3 separate regions of the Mus musculus genome follow, and all the other regions are linked to region 1. The links are chromatin contacts, called in public ChIA-PET and HiChIP or PLAC-seq maps. All regions are on one chromosome and are shown on one strand. The core of a region is the stretch at or near the end of the contact, and the rest is flanking DNA. Distances in the headings are between cores, read along the strand shown.

Region 1 (3,379 bases), core at 571-3,070:
TTCAAATGAGACATCTGAGATGTACTCACTCGCACCATCAAATACTGAGCGAGTAGTCGGGGTTGAGACTGATGGTCAGGGTCATTCATGTAGCCCGCGGTCCTCAGCCAGACCCGAGCCTGCACGTTGATGTCCAGGGAGACATCGGCTCAGATCTGCTCGGACCTTGGACCCTGGCTTGGATGACTGAGTGTGACATTTAGGTGTAGTGATCTCTGAAGTATGACAGATGCTTTCTTAGGTCTCGTGTGTACCCTGTTGACATTCTGTGCTCTCTGGTTCTCCGTGATCTTCCTGCTGCTCGTCTGAAGAAAGAGTTCGGATGGCACAGTGTATCTGGTGCGACAGATACTCCTGCCTGAGTGCTTAGAAACCTTGCCATCTACTGCCAAGCTCCTACCTTTCTCACCAGAGAGAGAACATAGAAAACACCCTTTCTTTCTTGGCTAGCACCCTGCCCTCACCGACAGATGCTGTGCAGATGTGTGTACTTATCTGTGTATTGGGGGTGTAGGAGAAAAGGCCATGTAAGTGGGGATAGAGTCTAATAAGATGTTTTTCTTTCACGTTTAATTGTACAGATGTGTAAGATACTGTATGTTAATTCAATATTACACACAGTATGTAATGACCAAGTCAGGATAGTTAACTTTTCTATTTCCATAATCAGAAACCCCTTTTTGACAAACACATAATAATCCTATACATTTGTGGAGTTCAGTGTAATACTTTAATTCGTGCACACAGTAGGTACTGATTAAAACAGCGTAAGGCTTACATCTACCTATAATGTCATGGCGCTCTTCATAAAGTAGCTGTGCCTCAACTAATGCTTAACGGTTCCCAGTAGTTTAAAGCCAGGCAAGCAGAGAGGAAGATCCAGGACTCTCACATCTGTAGAAGGTTCCGAGCCTTACTCTCATCAGAGGTAGATCTATACAACCTGAAGATTTCTGCATCATGACATAGTGCAGTTTGAAATCTGTCCGTGTCCCCTCCCCCCCCCCCACCCCCGCCGCCCCAGCTTAGTCCAAACTTGCCCCCAAGATAGGAGAAAAATGGAGGAAAGGACTCCAGAGGAGCCTGGAGCCCTTAAGTCGCTTTCCAGCCGTGACGACCAGCGGCCAGCAGGTGTCAGTGCGCTCTCGTTCTGTCATGGCTCAGGGCCTACCCCTCCAGGACCCTTCCCCACCGCCTTTCAAAGGGGCGCAGTGCAGAGTCCAGGCCTTGAGAGTCCCGGCAGCTGCTAGGATAGGAGGCCTTCTCTTCCCTAAGTATGGATAACTCCGGCCTGGTCTGCTCTCGTGGATGCTGGTCCATTCCGCTCCAGTGGTTCCTTAGGAACCCGCACACGCTTACCTCTCCGGGATCCCTTTCATCCCAGTCACCAGAAGCACCTGCGCTTGACCTGGGGCGGGGCTGCTCGCCAGCGACTCTTATGCCACTCTGCATCTCCTAATTCGGGTCCCAGCACCCTGGCACCCTCTTCTGCTAAAACCCAGCTAGATCGGTGTACCGCTGGGCGCCTGCTACTGTCTCCTGGGCCAGCTAGTAGCCGAACGGCCAACTCCCAGCAGGGGCCGCTCCCCACTCCTTAGGCTCTCTCTTATTGCCCCTCGCTCCCTGTACCCGTCTTTCCAAAAGCCGGGTCCCAGAGGCAGCGCTCTCCCGGGTCCGACTCGGGTGCGGGCTCTAGACCTAAGGAGGGGAGGCGCGAGGGGCGGAGGAGGGTCGACTTCCCACGTGGGGGCTGACGCCGGCTGCTCGGCAACGCCGGCTTCATCCTGGGGCTATAAAACCAGTCCAGCGTAGAGCGGCGGAGCAGCCTCGGCTCCCGCTTCCGTGCAGACGCCCAGCAGCCGGCGCACACCGCCCAGCCACCCAGCGCCTCCAGCTCCAAGTCCTGCGGTCCTGCGAAAACTCACGCGGCCCTCCGACCCCCGCCGGGTCTGTGGCGCTCAGCGCCCACCCAGATCGCGGCTAGCAGCCACCCTTGGCTCCGCCGCGGCTCCTGGAGAGCCGGTCGCTCACCTAGCTTGGCCCTGAGGACCGAGGTGGTGGTGGTGGGGGTGCGGCTTCATGCGGCCCCCACACCCTTCACCCCACCGCCGCCGCCCCCGAGCTCTGTGTACAGAGTCCCAGCCCCAGCAGAGCGCACAACTTTGGAAGTCCCGTGGGGCTCCTAGAGGAGGCAGAGTCCGCGCCTTCGCCGGAGGTCCGGCCCAGCCCTCGCCACCCCGCCTGGAGGGTAGCGACGGAGTTGGAAATCTCTTCGAGGGTATAAGAAGACAGACCTAGGACTCCGAGCCCACACCAACACCCCTCCGCTGCCTCTTGGGGTAAGACTTCATGCTTTCGCTCAGCTTAAGAATCAAGGTATAGATGACTAGCTAAATGCATTTGTATAAATTTCTGACATCTTTCCAAATCATCAGGCCACCGATAATTTCTTTTCTCTTTTCTTGAAGAATAAAATCTCTAACCACCAGCTGGCCCTACTCGATCCTGCCGCTTAGAAATAAAACTTGGCTGTGTTTGAGGAGCTGGGAGAGAGAAAGCACCCACCCGGAGCGTCGGAAGGACGAACCGGTGCCAGTTCGCGGGCTCCAGTCCATGGACCACTAGCGGTCCCCAGCTTGGGCCCGAGCTCCCTGCGGCCCTCTTCCTTATGTGAGGCGCGGCGGGACGAACCCCGCACCGGAGGAAGAGGAGGACCCACGGACGCGGGGCCGGAAGGCAGCTGGCAGCAGGCCCACGAGAACCAGCACCCGCGTTCATGTTCCGCCAGGAGCAGCCGCTGGCCGAGGGCAGCTTTGCGCCCATGGGCTCACTGCAGCCGGATGCCGGCAACAGCAGCTGGAACGGGACCGAAGCGCCCGGAGGCGGCACCCGAGCCACCCCTTACTCCCTGCAGGTGACACTGACGCTGGTTTGCCTGGCTGGCCTGCTCATGCTGTTCACAGTATTTGGCAACGTGCTGGTTATTATCGCGGTGTTCACCAGTCGCGCGCTCAAAGCTCCCCAAAACCTCTTCCTGGTGTCCCTGGCCTCAGCGGACATCCTGGTGGCCACGCTGGTCATTCCCTTTTCTTTGGCCAACGAGGTTATGGGTTACTGGTACTTTGGTAAGGTGTGGTGTGAGATCTATTTGGCTCTCGACGTGCTCTTTTGCACGTCGTCCATAGTGCACCTGTGCGCCATCAGCCTTGACCGCTACTGGTCCATCACGCAGGCCATCGAGTACAACCTGAAGCGCACGCCGCGTCGCATCAAGGCCATCATTGTCACCGTGTGGGTCATCTCGGCTGTCATCTCCTTCCCGCCACTCATCTCCATAGAGAAGAAGGGCGCTGGCGGCGGGCAGCAGCCGGCCGAGCCA
Region 2 (3,379 bases), core at 631-3,130, 240 kb before region 1:
GGCCTTGTCCACCTAATGTCCTCTGAGTCAAAATGACTATAATAGCATGTTCTGTTCATTTGAGGGGGTGGGGGAATCAATGATGAGGTTTTTTTAGGCTCCTGCTACACACACACACACACACACACACACACACACACACACACACTGGTGTTGGTTTTTTTTTGACACAGGCTTTCTCTGTGTATACTTGGCTATCCTAGAGCTAGTTATGTAGACCAGACTGGCCTTAAACTCAGAGATCCACGTACCTCTGCCTTCCAAGTACTGGTATTAAAGATATGTGCCACTACCACCTAGCTTACTTTTATATTTTTAAAATTCACAACAAACATGAATATTAAATAAATCTCTTCATCTAATATAATAATTTTAAGTCATAAACTGGGCATAGCAACACATGTCTTTAACACTAGTACTTGAGAGGTAGAGGCAGGAGGATCTCTGTGAGTTCAAGGCTAGCCTGGTCTACAGAGTAAGCTCCAGGACAGCCAGGGCTATATACTGAGACCCTTTCTAATTCCCCAGTATACAAGGTCAAGAGACCTTGTTTCAAAAAACCAAAACATCAATAACAACAAAATTAAGTTGTTTATCTTTTACTTTTTTTTTTTTCTTTTTCTGTAGATACGGTCTTAACTATGCAGCCCTCGCTGGCATGGAACTCTCTTTATAGACCAGGCTGAATTCAAACTCACAGAGATCAACCTTCCTATGCTCCCTGAACGCTGGGATGAAAGGTGTGCATCACCACACCTGGTGCATAATTTTATAAAATAAAACGTATTTTAAAAGAAAGAAACATGAGTAGCTGGGAGATGAGGCTCAGTAGCAGACATGTGTTTTCCACATGTCCCCAGCCCTTCAAAACAAAGAAAGCCTTAAAAAAAAGAAAATGATAGGGTATGGGAGAAAGGAAGAGTGAGTATGTTATTCTTAGAGGCTACATTGGCCAAAATTGCCCCAGACTTGCAGGCTGGTTCAACACAGCCTTGCAGATACAAGCAATCCCGAGACAGTTATGGATGTGTAGGAGACTGTACCCTGTCTGTCATGTCACCATGTCACATGGCTGGGCCCCCTGGAAGCCTGTCTTGTGGGTCGCTGGGGAACGCATACTGCTTTCTCTGCACGCATGGATTTATCATTTCCCTCATGCACGTGCTGAGTTCCACTCCTGAGAGGAAAGGCAGTCCCACCCCTGTCAGTTAGAAAACCACCAGGCCCTCTTCGTGAGACTTGCACGCTGTCTGATAAGAGCAGTGCAGAGCACAGGAGACTAAAGGTCACATAGGGAAGTTGGGCCGAAAATAAAGCGCTAGACGCTCCCTTTAGTGACCGTGGGCAGTTATGCAACTAAAAGTCCTTTATTCTGTGGATGACCTCAGGTGGCTCACCATGTCTTTCCTGGTCTTGTGCTTTTCGTTTTCTGTTTGTTTGTTTTGAGACAAAGTCTCACTTACATAGCCGGGATTGTCCTCAAACTCTCAATCCTCCTGCCTCAGCCTCCTGAGTACTGGGTGGAGAAGTGCACACCACTGTCTGACCTATATAGTCTTCTTAGTGTAAACTGGAAATGATCACATTTGAACTCACTACCCATATGGTTCCTCTGGAGACTGATTGTGCGTGGGCGTGGGCGTGGGCGTGTGTGTGTGTGTGTGTGAATGTATGTGCATGCGTGTGCATGTGTGTGTTGCAGCAGTGGGCGACTCCTATTAACCTACCAAGTGAAAAGCCCAGAACAAAAGAGAGAACGCAGGATTATCATCGATGCTATGAATCATCTCGGAGAGCTGTCATGGTGATATGAATCACCCTATGGTAATGTTGTGGCAAAGGCCCAAACACGGGTTAGCAGCAGTGACCCGGTAATCTTGAAATTAGTCACAGAGGCCTAGCCAATGATGATCCAGCAACACCATTGTTTGTGAAGAGAGTGTGCAACAGCCCTCCCTGTCTCCAAGAAGGAAGAGACCCCCCCTGCTGAAGGCTGCGTTCCACTCTCACCCCCGCACCAGCCCTGGGGCTCCAGTCCTGGCTCTGCTCTCTTCAGGAGTTCGACTGGGGTTGGAACAACGAGACTTTTGTATTTCATCAACTTCCCTGGCTTTTGCTTTCCTCCCTGTGTTGGACAGGTGGGTTGTGACCACAAGATGATCTCTGAGACTCCTTGCTTCTCAGATCTATGACATTTAGCTAGAATTTCGAACTTGCAGCCCGCACAGGACCTGGATTGTCAGAGCTAGCATCTTTGTAACCTGGCATTTTGAAACCCGTCTCTGTGCTACATAGCCTGACCCAGTTTCTGAGAGCATTACAGGAAAGTTAGTTTTTCCCCTTTTAATCACCATGTAGTTATGTCATTTATTGCAGTCAGGGCAGACAATGGTACTGGTCCAGTAGGGTGCGTCCAGCCTTTCCACCCCCATTTTCTTTATATCTGGGGCCTTTGCACTCCTCCTGTCTGGTTCTCCTTGAAACACATTGTAAATAATATAAATTATGAATTACAGTGTTGTAGAAAACTTGGGGATGTCTCATAAGTTCATGGCACTTTCACCTGGAGGCATGGTGAGCTTCTCTGAACTCTTCTAAGATCTGCATATGTGCAGTCAGATTTAACTATGGAAAGATGAAGATCTAGGAGATATTTAGCTTCCAGGAGACAGCAGAGGCCCGACCCCTGAGCTGCAAGTTGCACTTGGGTCTCCTGTGAAGTCGTACCCACAGTGAACAGTAACTCCTGCCTGGCTTCATTAATCTCACCTGGACTATGGTTTATATCTTAGCACAAACAAGCAAGGGCGCATTTGTTACAGTCTGGAAAGTGAGCTGAGTTGAACTCAAGAGTGGTTTTAAATTCCCGAATCGCTTCTCTGGGAAGCCATCGTGCTCACTGTGAACAAAGTTGGTTTTGTTGGTTGGGCACTGACACGCTCCTGGCTTGTCTGCTGGTCAGGGGGACATCACCAGGGACGAGCATGTGGCTGCGCTGTACAGGGCCACAGCACGGACCTTCAACAGCCTTGCAATGTGCTGTTGCCTGGTTGAGGTCACCCAAGGGCTGTTGCCACTATCTCTGCAGCTTGAGCCTCTCTCCACCTCTGCTCTCTCCTGACAGAAGCTGCCCACCCCCTGCCTGCCCTTCCCTTTCTGTCTACTTTCACATCTCCACATTCTTAGCTTCCTTGTTTGTTGGCAGAGCTCCCATGCTGCCTGTTCTCAGGGTGACAATGATAAGGATAATATTAGCAGCGATAACACAACGGCAGGAATAATAATAGCAGTGGTTACTTGCTGGGTGGTAGGAACTGGGCTAAATACGGTATGCACCCTTCCACTCTCAGAACAAGCCTGGATACATCTGTCTTCCTTT
Region 3 (3,379 bases), core at 543-3,042, 140 kb before region 1:
ACCACATACTAAGGTGTGTTTGGGAATTTCAGGTATCAGGGTGAGGGTGGAGATGGTTAGCAGAAGGGATTTGAATGTTTTATTCTCTACTAGGCCTTTTTCCCCCCCAGGGAGCAATTAGACAATATTTTCCCAGGGGGCAGATTTCCTAAACAGACTCTTTTAAAGGTCCAAGATTCCCTTTTAAAAATGGGAGTTGTTTATTCTTATCTCCTGATTTTGGGATAGTTGCCTTATAAAGCCTGGATGTAGTAGCATGTGCCAAGTGACGCTTTAGATGCTGGCCATGTGAGGAAGTCCCGAGCAAGAGCCGGTGATGACTACTGACTTTTGGGATTCTCTGTGAGCTCGCACAAGGCGTACTTATTACATGGGTATAATATATCTACAAAGCACCTCTCAAGCTCACCATACTAAGGGTGAGTGAGACACGGGGCTTGTGGGACAAGCCAGGACTGGGACTCAGATGAAACAATGCCGGGCAGAATGTCCTCAGTCCCTGCAGACTGGCTGGTGCTCCGCGGAATCAGGTTTCAGAAAATGGATCATACTGGCATGAGACTTGATAAAGACTGAGGGAGGCTGAGAGACTTGGATAAGATGTACCAGGCAGAGAGGCCATCTAGGAGAGACATTTCGAGATGATATGATAAAAGACCTGGCAAGACACAAGGGAGGATGCGGAGCAGTGAGCTGTCCAAGTGGGTTCAGGAGGACGGGTATCCAGGGGTTAGGGTGTGCAGACATAGCCTTGAAGCCTATAAGTCGCACTGTGGGCTCTAGGGTGTCTGCTGAGAAGCAGGCACTCCAGGGAGGCAGTGGGGAGCTTGTGAAGGTGTGTGTGTGTGTGTGTGTGTGTGTGTGTGTGTGTGTGTGAAGAACATTAGATAACACCAGGCAGTAAGAGCCGGGGTAGAAAGGCCCACGTTAGGGGATGGTGGTTGCTATCGAGCAGTTCAGTTCTGAAAAGACCAAGGGAAACATTCTGGTATTGCCATTCAGACTAAAGGTAAACATGGCCAGAGAAAGCAGGTCAGTCACTTTCCAGGTGCACAGGAAGAACATACGGTGCTGCACATTATCTCAGGCGATAACATCCGAGACAAAATGAAGGCTAGAGATGGCAGCCAGAAGGAAACGTCACAGAAGACAGCTAGAGAGGGCTGATTCAATACACAAACCATAGCCATGGTTGAGAAACCCAGCTTTGGAAAGAATGCAAGCACCATAGTGGCCTGGCTGGTTAGCAAAGGGACTTCAGTTTTTGTATCTCTTTATCTGGGAAAAGGGAGCGATTTTTATCTCAAAGGGGTTAGGCTTTTCCTGCGAGAAACTTCCTGAGCACGTGGACACACGGCAGGAGCCACGCGAGAGCAAGGACCAGCGGGCAGAAGTTAAGTAGTGGTTGCAGATTCTCCCAGACGCCCAGAAATAGTGGGGACCTCAGGAAATCCACAACCGCCCTAGAATTGGGCTGAGACGCCCTGTAGAGAGGACTGGCCGGTCTGGTCCACGAGCCGCGCCCCAGCCCCCAGCCCCCAGCCCGGCACAGCCCTCCGCCCGCTTTCACAACCCGGCCCTCTGCACTTAACCCCCACTCTGGCTGGTGGCCGAGCGGGTCCCAAGCCCAGCGCGCATGCGCCGACGGCGCCCCGCCCCCCTGAGCCCCGCCCCTATTTCCACGTCTCACTTCCCCTAGCTCTGCCTCGCCGCCTCGGCTGCAGCTCGGCCGCCACGATTGGCTGCGGGACGTCCTCCTCTCGGCCAATAGACGCCACGCCGTCGCCCCCGTGTTACTGGGTAGAACAAAACAAAAACAAACAGAGCGAGCGGGGCCAGAGGCGCTCCGAGGCAGCGGCGGCGGAGGCTGAGGAACGGGGTCGGGGCCCGGCGGACCGGAGACCCGGGCGAGCGGCGGCGGCCCGAGGGGGTCAGTACTGTGGGCGCGGCTCGCACGCTCGGGCGGGCGGCGTCCTCGTCCCTTAGGCCCGGGTCGGCGGAGGCTGCCGCACGTTGGGAGGGGGAGGGGGCGTGGAGGCCTCGCCGCGGGGGTCGGGACGCTCGGTCCCTGTCCACGCTGGCCCTGGAGCCCTCCGGCCACCGGCGCTCGCCCAACGCCCGGGGCTGCGGGGAGCTGCCGGTGCTCGCTCTCCGAGGCCGGGTCGGTCGGGCCGGGGAGCTGCAGCACGGGCCCGCCCCCTCCTCCGCAGCCCCATCCCCGGCGGCCGGGCGTGCGTGGCTGCGTGCGCTCGCGGTGAGAGGAGCCTCCGGGCGCCCGGTCCGACGCAGTTGGACGCGGGGGACGGGACGGTAGGAGAGGGGTGTCGTCCGGACGGAGATCCGGTGAGGGGTCGGTGCCCCGAACCGAGGCCTGGTCCGCCTCGGCCGGCCCTGCCCGCTGCCGGAGGGTTGGGGTCCTGCGGGACAGGCGTCGGTCGGTGCGGGCACGGGGCGGGGACAGCTGCCCTCCCGGCCCTGTGCCAACTCCTCCTTGCAGTCTCCTGTACAGGGTCCCTTAAAAAAAGTACAATACAACCTAGAGAAAACAAAGCCGAGAAGGGAGCCCCCTCTCTGTGAACGCATGCTGTGTCTGCTGCCCGTGGCTGTCCGCTACTGTAATGTACGTAGAGGGCGTGCTTTTTGGTTTTTGGTTTTGGTTTTTTGTTTTTGCTTTCCCTGAACAGCCTCAGAACTGCAGATGTAGGTCTCGCCTATCTTCCCCGAGCCCCTCCTTGGGAACTGGCTCTGTAAACCAGCCTCTGTAGTCGACTACCTGCTATGAATGATTCAAAATGCGGCTCCGGGCCTGGGTGAGGGGTGGGTGTGAGGCCTACGAGCTGCGTTTAAGACATTTTGATAGCTTCACAGCTGTAATACTCTTGATTTAAGAGTTTGAAATTTTAGGGGAAGGCCCTAGCATATATATTCGTGCTCGTATTTATATCCATAATATGCGTGCGATATCTATCTATATATCTATATCTATCTCGTGGTAAGAGTAGAGGAAAATAAAATACTTGTTACGGCTGCAAAAATAAATGTACATGGTTGCTCTCAGTAGTGGTTGCTTTTGCGTTATTGTTGTAGAGTGCTCTTAGCAGAATGCAAGTTGCTAATTAATGTGACTGCATCCCAGGGAAGAATTAAGGTCATTTTCTAGTTAACATGTGGTCTAAACTTGACTTCCAAAATGTCAAAGTAATTTATCGGGCATTTAGGAAATGCACTGGATAACAGTTAATTTCAGCTTAATCGTTTTTAGCTGTATACATAGCTTCCCCTTACCCCATGGGAAATGATTTTGTATAGATTAGTGTGGAGCAAATGGAATTTAGATTTTTTTGTTGTTGTTGTTGCTGTTGTTTTGCCTAAGGTTGAG

The links. ChIA-PET counts read pairs in DNA pulled down with a chosen protein or histone mark. HiChIP or PLAC-seq counts read pairs in DNA pulled down with a chosen protein or histone mark.
Region 2: an HNF4G HiChIP or PLAC-seq map of pancreatic cancer cells shows a contact between it and region 1. The contact joins the enhancer-like site here to the promoter of Adra2a in region 1. A contact is called at or near these places in 2 of 39 promoter capture datasets (embryonic stem cells and stem cell-derived epiblast-like cells), 1 of 484 Hi-C or Micro-C datasets (rod photoreceptor), 3 of 115 datasets of contacts at active chromatin or transcription factors (embryonic stem cells, memory CD8 T cells and pancreatic cancer cells) and 3 of 9 other capture datasets (adipose tissue, embryonic stem cells and liver).
Region 3: an RNA polymerase II ChIA-PET map of memory CD8 T cells shows a contact between it and region 1, with 212 read pairs. The contact joins the promoter of Pdcd4 here to the promoter of Adra2a in region 1. A contact is called at or near these places in 3 of 484 Hi-C or Micro-C datasets (all in embryonic stem cells), 2 of 115 datasets of contacts at active chromatin or transcription factors (memory CD8 T cells and pancreatic cancer cells) and 3 of 9 other capture datasets (adipose tissue, liver and pancreatic islet).

The regions. Positions count from the first base shown.
Region 1 is chr19:54,043,439-54,046,817 of GRCm38.p6, forward strand. Adra2a (adrenergic receptor, alpha 2a) reads left to right here and starts at 1,821. Exons shown (of 1, transcript NM_007417.5): 1 at 1,821-3,379. The coding sequence starts at 2,777.
Region 2 is chr19:53,798,896-53,802,274 of GRCm38.p6, forward strand. The region is part of intron 1 of Rbm20 (RNA binding motif protein 20); the gene reads left to right. Among named protein-coding and RNA genes, the nearest start is that of Gm30890, 14 kb to the left of the region's middle. Within about 2 kb of position 1,881, at least 148 of the 459 cell types and tissues checked have an H3K27ac peak or open chromatin away from gene starts, as enhancers often do. A contact at or near this core is called in memory CD8 T cells and pancreatic cancer cells, where this site is marked.
Region 3 is chr19:53,901,559-53,904,937 of GRCm38.p6, forward strand. It overlaps Pdcd4 (programmed cell death 4), which reads left to right and starts at 1,793. Exons shown (of 12, transcript NM_001168491.1): 1 at 1,793-1,930. It overlaps Gm30990 (basic salivary proline-rich protein 2-like), which reads right to left and starts at 3,046. Exons shown (of 8, transcript XM_030251154.1): 1 at 3,025-3,046; 2 at 1-2,514. The coding sequence starts at 3,046. The coding sequence ends at 1,313.